2 separate regions of the Anas platyrhynchos genome follow, and region 2 is linked to region 1. A link is a contact called in public Hi-C data. All regions are on one chromosome and are shown on one strand. Each heading gives the region's core, a stretch centred on a gene start, on an enhancer-like site or on the middle of the called end of the contact. The rest is flanking DNA. Distances are from core to core; before and after follow the strand shown.

Evidence for each region. Hi-C and Micro-C count contacts between places; a contact is called where the count stands out from the background.
Region 2: a Hi-C map of subcutaneous adipose tissue shows a contact between it and region 1, with 4 times the contacts expected there. The contact joins two enhancer-like sites. A contact is called at or near these places in 5 of 8 Hi-C or Micro-C datasets (F1 follicle, liver, skeletal muscle and 1 more).

The regions. Positions count from the first base shown.
Region 1 is chr2:79,779,133-79,782,834 of IASCAAS_PekinDuck_T2T, forward strand. PHLPP1 (PH domain and leucine rich repeat protein phosphatase 1) reads right to left here. Exons shown (of 17, transcript XM_005021068.6): 17 at 2,471-3,702. The coding sequence ends at 3,423. Among named protein-coding and RNA genes, the nearest start is that of PHLPP1, 130 kb to the right of the region's middle. Within about 2 kb of position 1,824, at least 1 of the 8 cell types and tissues checked has an H3K27ac peak or open chromatin away from gene starts, as enhancers often do. A contact at or near this core is called in subcutaneous adipose tissue, where this site is marked.
Region 2 is chr2:79,932,993-79,936,694 of IASCAAS_PekinDuck_T2T, forward strand. No RefSeq gene overlaps it. Among named protein-coding and RNA genes, the nearest start is that of PHLPP1, 25 kb to the left of the region's middle. Within about 2 kb of position 1,664, at least 3 of the 8 cell types and tissues checked have an H3K27ac peak or open chromatin away from gene starts, as enhancers often do. A contact at or near this core is called in subcutaneous adipose tissue, where this site is marked.

The sequences.
Region 1 (3,702 bases), core at 574-3,073:
TGCTCCGATAATACTTACCCCCCACCTGGACAGGCTTCCGAAGTGAAAGTTATACCTCAGAAAATACATACATACAGTTTGCTAGAGAATTGTGTATGAGCTGAAAGCACGACAGCTAGAGATCAGGCTGAGATCATGAGGAAGGAAATGCTCAAAAGGTAGCTTATGGGGCATTGCAGCAGCACCGTGACAGCATCCTGGTAATGAGGGAGATGAGCTACACGGATATTTGGCTCATTCTAAAAGCAATAAGCCACAGGAAGGCAGCAACACTACAGCACTGGTTACCAATGAGGAGGTTGTGCCATGCTCTGAATGCACAAGCAGAATGCCAATGGGTTGCTCATGCACAGCAAAATGCATTATGTAAGAGCACTATGGCAGAAAGCAAGGTAAAAAAAAGCTTTTATGCCACCAAAAAGGCTTGCATTCAAGCAGCTGAGTTACTCCTCAGTCCCATCCTAGCTTCCTATTTGAAGTTATCTTCCAGGAAACAATGTAAATGCGTTCATTTTCTGCCACCAGCTATCTACCTCCTCCTGTTCATGCATTTCTGCTAGTCGCAGATATGGCTATCAGCAAGTTTCAAAGGACATGAAAGGTTGGATTATAAAGGTAGGGTGGCTCTTTTCTTTTTTTTCTTCAGTTGAAAGCTTTCCTTTCCTTTTAGTCCCCAACCTTTGCCCCTGCTACAGCTGCCAAATTCTGCGAACAAATCCACGTCTTTTTGAGTCAGATAGTTCCTTGTTGGGCAAAATAGTGTAAAATATACCATGCACTTAATCATAAACTCATGTTTGATAGTAATGCACCAAAATGAAGTCAATGACTTTAGCTTCAGTCCTCACAAAATAAGAGCATGCTAACGCCCTTTGTGAAAGGACAGAGATGTCCAGAAAAGTCACGAGTTGCAAAAACTGTACCTTGCTTTCCAAGTCCCAGTTTAAAGCCAGAACAAAATAACCTTTACCCTTGGTTTAAAAATAAATGCTAACCTTTCTAAAGACGCTCCCAGCCAGTCAACCTACCGATCCAGTTCAGTACGCTATGGAGAGTCCAGGAGGGGGAACAAAATTCTTTATGAAGCCCGTCCATGTGCATGTATTCCTCTTCAAACAAGGAAGGGGTACAGCAGGGAGTGAGAAATCTCAGTAATTTCTCTGCAAGGGGACAAACTTTAGCTCACATGACATGATGCCCCAGAAGCACCACAAATTCAGTGTACCAGAGGCATGTTAGTATGAATTAAGACACAGCTGCAGCAAGATTACTCCTCTACTAGCAGGGTGCTACACAGAAAAATTTCCAGCTTGCTCAGGAAACCCTAAACTTGTAATCACTTGCCTAGGCCATGGTGGTATCCATGCTAATTATCACCTTCAGTCTAAAAAACAACTGAAAAGACCGAAAAAAGCACTTTCCATGGACACCAAGGAAAAAGGAATCATTCAATAAAATTAGAAATACAGAAACTGTTACTAAAGAACACCTGAGTCACTTGCAAATATAACATTTTTTTCTCTGCATTTAATGAGTTTTTAAGAAAGTATTTTGAAGCTCAAATTACAATACAATCTTCTACAGCTCTATAGTAGGCAGTACTGTAAGTATTTATCAAACCATGTATTTTTGTGTTTGTTCCTCTGCTGTTATTGTTTCAGAAGAATCTCAGCACCTCCTATCAATGACAATCCTGCTCTGGCTTGGCTGTTGCATCCTGGAACAGAGTAAGGACAACTGCCTGTTACCATAGCCCGCCCCCAAAATACAGACCAAATGTTATGAAGGAACAGGACACTGTGGTAATCAGGCACTAATTCAGCTTTTTAGAGACCGACAAGGAAAATGAAGCAATTGGTTGGAGGCAATACTGAGAAAGGGCGTGGGTCCCTTCCCAGAGGAAGGAGCAAAACACACCCTTCTGCTACCAAAGTCAAGCTGCCATCAAGCTCATGTTTGTTTAACATGTTCAACCACGTCTTAGTTTATGTAGGTAGCTTTGAGTTCACTTTTCCACCTTCTCTTTACCTTTTTCCTCTTCTGTCCAAACCCAATGTTTTCCTCCTCCCTTTTGTCAGCCCACATCATCCCCTCATCATTTCTACCCTCAGCCACTCGGTCCCAGTGGCAGAGTCAGAGCACCGCTCCTCTTCAATCTTCTGGCATTGTCAATACCACGGTGAAGGGCAAATCAATAATAGTGCTGAATTCATACCAAGAAAGAAAAGAAGTATGTTAATTCCTCGGTGTTTAGCATCTTTTAAAGAGCATTTGATATTTGGAGCAACTGTTGGGTGAACTGCTTACTAAAAATTCTAGGAGTACACGTGAGCTTCTGCAGTTACTGTAAAAATGCGCACCAAGTTGAAAAAGTTTTAACACTTTGCTGCTTAAGCAGACTGCAGCACGCTGATGAACCACAGCAAGCTGTTTGAAAGCTGCTGCTCAGCTAGTCAGACAAAAGCAGACGCTGTTTGTAAATTTCATATTTATTATAACAAAAATTATGACATGTTCATTTGTGCATTCGGCTTTAATATAACTCTTGGTATGTAAATGTTCTACAGCAAATGAGCTCTATACAATCATGCTGGTTGTGGCAGCAATAAGGAACACAAATAAAACATGTCTGCAAAAGTAAGGAAAGAAAGAGACCAGAGGAAAAAGTGGGTTTCTTTCAATGGCCTATACCACCTAAACTCTAGCTAACTTGTACGCAGTCACTCAGTCCGTTATGTTTAATGACCATGGCCCAAAGAGTTGCTTAAGAAAAAGGTCAGTTTTTCAGGTTGTGTCCTTAATGCCAAGGCTACAAAACATGTAAGCATCACTATACAACACTGAGCTATTTACAGTAGTTTCCCAATCAACTGTTCTCTCAGAGAAAATTAGTGAGTCTCAGTGACTTAAGTCACCTGAAAGAGTAAAGCAACTCCTAGGAGTTAGTCTCCATATTCTACAAATGTCTATCATTTTCAAGACCAAAAAAAGCCTTTTCTCTCAAAGAAATACAGTATTACAATATTACTTAAATCATTTAGCACTGGCTACTGCCCTGCTTTTCAAACAAAACAAACAAGCCATTTTAAAAAATATTACATCATCATCTGTTTCTCAGCAATATATTAAACCTTTTTATTATTTTTATTATTTTTTGTTTTTGTTTTTTTTGTTTTTACACTTGATATGTTAAGGGAATATTAACTATTTTAAACTTTACTGGTAAAGCGTCTCTAGAAGAAAAGTCCATGAATATTAAACCTAAGAAAACTGAAAAGCCGCAGTTATCTGTAGTGGCAGGATACGGAAGAGGAAGTGTATAAAGGAAAAGGAGAAGGAAAACCCCTGCTGTAGCGTGAGCCCACTGGGTCCCGCACTCAAGTCTCCTTGTTTGTTAGTTGAACTGCGAGCAGTAGAGTGGGTCATAGTGGTGTATCGTAATAGTCTGCCAGGTGGTCCATCTGATACTGCCGCTGCTGCTGCTGCTGTTGCTGCTGCTGCTGCTGCTCCTGGTGCTGTTTCATGATCTCCTTGACCTCTTCTTCGAGCTCTGGGGGGATGATGAACTGGTCATCCGGATCGGGCTGTGCCGGAGCAGCAAAGTACCCCCCTGTTTTTCTGAGAGGCGCATCCGTTGCGACTTCGATCAAGTTATGGCTCCTCTCCTGCGGCGCCACAGAGCCGTTGCCCCGCCGGCGCCCT
Region 2 (3,702 bases), core at 414-2,913, 150 kb after region 1:
CGTGTGTGAGATGGTCAGCTGCTCTATGATTAAGTGCAGAAGTCATTTGTGTCTGTACCAAACAGATGCAATCACTTCTTCGTTCTTTGCCACAAACTGGATCTGAGCTAAGAGATCTGGTGAAATCATCTCATCTCAAGCACACCCCAATGCCCGCTGGTATTCTCTTGCTGTTGCTTTCCCCTCCCCTCCTCACACATTACCAATCGTTTCATTCAACATTTTTATTTCATAACACTTGCTTGACAGAGACCAAGGTTTCCTGGTCTGCACGCTCAGTTTGAAATACCTGGAGTTCATTTCAACATGCACCTCAGAGCTGATCTGGCCTTTAAGGAGCAACTAAAGTCTCGTGTCAAGTTTCCATCCAGAAGTCTTGCCACTGCTAAGCTGTCCACTCGCGAGCTGGGGCATGTGCATATCCTGTAAAAAAAAACACTTTAAAAAAGGGGGAATAAGGTGTTTTGACAGCAAGAAAATTTTGTTTTACTGACTACTCTATTTAGACGCCTCATGAGTTTCAAAACTTCATTTCAGTTAAACAATAAAAAAATCCAAAGCTCTTGAAAGTGCCATTCATTTTCAACCCATCGGTGGTGTAAAATACGACTATTATGATGTAAACATAATATTTTGTTATGTAAAATACTATTGTTTTCTTCCTAAGAAGTCCCTACCGAGTATTTTTAAACTTAGAGCAGCAATCCCCATTTTTCATCAATCACACCAATCAGCATCTTTTGACTTAATTCTTAACTTTATATCAGTGATCAACATCCTCTATCCCTATAAAACAATATACATTAGTAATCAATAAAAAACTGTGATTTTAAATCAAACAGGAGAGTTGTAAAATGGATGTACTAATACATCCATAATGGATGTCTCCTGAGCATGAGACACTCCAGACAAGTATATAATTTGAAATTAAATACTGTATTGTGGATCTTCAGACTGTGTATAGAAGACGTAAATGAGATTAATTATCCTGAAAGACAGCCAGACTCCCTCAGGAATCATTCTAGTTTGCAAACAAGCTACATGGACTTAAAAGATTTCAGTGAAGATACAGCTTTCACACTTGGCTGCAATTCTCTGGGTTTTCAATACCATCTATGAGACCTGGTCTATTTTAGCTCTAGGTAGATAACGCTTCAGACATGCTTTCAGCATGCTTATTTTGTTGAGACAACAATGACTATGTGCTTCGTGCTAGAAAACACATGAACATGAGACAACCCTATGGAAAGCGATGTAACAAAAATCACAAGTCAAGGAAATCCCCAGAATAAGCTTACTTTCATGGCGCAAAGATGTCAAAACCGAGCGAAACCGAAGCATCTTACATGGTGTCTCAGAAGCACAAGCACATTCAGCTGGTGGAGTTATGCTGCCACCTATTGTGAAGATGAACTCAAGAGATTCACTTCATTTCGCCAGGACAGCATATATGCAAGAAGTACTGCCTCTCCCTCATCAAAAATACTTTTTTTCCTAAATATCCGCTACTGATCATCGCTGGAGACAGGATGCAGGCACAGGTGAACTTTCGGTCAGACCAAATATAGCTGCTCAGAGGTTTTGACCTCTAGCCTACTCCAATACTCAGTCTAAAGACCGAGGAACTGGCCTGTCTGCAGCTGTTAGCTCAAAGCTGGGATCAGAGCTGGAGCTCTGCTCCTTTGCCCTGAGCAGCGACTGAGACACACAACAGCTAAGCACGGAGGTACCGCTCTCTCCCTGCAGCGACGCTTTGACATTTGTTTTTCCTTTCTCCCTTAAAAGACGACCAGAGCCTGTCGCTTAGTGCTGGGAGCCTGTCCAAGTTACCGAGCCCTAGCCCGAGTCCACAGGACGGTAACCTCAGTGCGATTCCCACAAAGCGACTCTCCTTTCAACAAGCTCATGGAGCGAAGACACAAGGTCCAAACCAGACAGATTGCATCTGCCTACAGCACCAGAAGACCCCAGCAGTAGGGTTTGGGCTCCCAGGGTTTATACAACAAAAGGCGGCCTGACTAGGTGCTTCAGGCACCTCCTCCTCCTGGCGAGCACAAGCGCGGTACACAACCTTTATACATACTGTGCCAAATTCTGTGTGTACCGTGCCCAATTCCAGCACCTGTAATTATCGATGGCACTTCCACTTCTCTGCGGTTCAATTAACGTGGCACTGGTCTCGTTCTGCAGCTCGCAGTACGCGTTTTTGCACCTTTTGCTGTTCCATCTGCCTCGGCATGATGCATACAGCCTCTCTTTCCGAACAAGAGCTCCTTCACCCCCTCAATGGCACCAGCCAAGTCAAGACCGAGGCATTAGGTCATCACCCTAATGTCACTTCGCTGGGAAAACTAGGTCATCTGTTCGCTCATAAGCCAGCTATGTGCACCGACGCACTCGCTCCCTGATCCTCGTCTCGCCAGCCCTGTCCGTGCCCTGCTCATTGTTAATTTTTCCGCCCAGCTTTGGGGACAAACGCCACGCTTTTTGCAAGCCCTGCAAACTGTGAGCAACGCAAAACCCGCGAGTCGCTCCTGGACAGCCTGAACAGCAGCCAGGGCCAGCTGCTTCGGGGCACTCAACTGCTTCCAAGCCACCGAATGGCAGAATCCCTGCAGCTGTAGCTAAACCTGATTGCCCAGGTGAGAGCAGGAGGGGCAGAGAGGACAGCTGGGTGAGAGCATGGTCAGGAGCAGAGTAACGAGGCATTTCATACTGCCTGCAGTGCCAGAGGGCAAGCATTTTTAGATGCTTGGGTTGATAGGTGTGCCTGGGTCTGTTAGTCAGGATTGCTCGCAGCATAAACAGACTGTGCCATTCGGGCACAGGGAGCATCAGCACCTCTGATGGCACGATAAGCAGCAGATCCCTTTTTCAAAGCTGTATGGGTAACTCACAGATTCCTCAGACATGAGCACGCGCTCCAGGGAGGGATATGAGATGAGATCCATAATGATGGTTGCATGATACCTCCTTAAAATACCTGCTATTATGCAAGTTGCCCAAGGAAAAAAGGTTGGGTTCATGGGCAACTTTGAGCCTTCTCATGTCGGCTGGTTTCTCATGAAGTAGGTTGCGCCGGGTAGTAAGCTGGGATAAAGATCTAAGACAGTCTGTGGTCCTCAGCGCGGCAGATAAGCTGCTGCTAAGCACTAGGAATTAGAAGCCCTGGCTGCAGAGTAGAGGGAAGGGAAGGTGACAGAGTAATGATTACCCTCCTCTTTTTCAGTACTACTTGAGCACATTCAGGTGTTACACTCCTATCATACCGCTCCGCTGCAATCTACACATCCATGAGCTGCTTCTCTAGCCCCCAAACTCCTGCTGTCCTTCTGTCTATTTTAGCAGATGGAAGAAAGCTCTCACTGTCCAGTTAGTCATGACCAGCAAACACACCATGTCGAGGAGTACAGGGGACTCAAGTTGCACTGCAGTCCAAAAAGTGTGTGTAAACTGGGTTTCACCCCAACCCCAGGAACCACCAGAATAAAACACAGGCTTAACTGCTCTGAAGGAGCTCGGGTCAAAGCCCTGGGTCTATCACGGAAGGCCATCCTCCTTCTCCCACGAGATCTGTCTGCCGTAGAGGAGCTGACAGCAAGAGACAGTATCCCGGCTGCAGTGACAAGACTGATCTTACCTGAAGTCAAATACTCTCAGCTTCATCTTAAAAGTGACAGATTCCAACCAAAACAGGAGCTT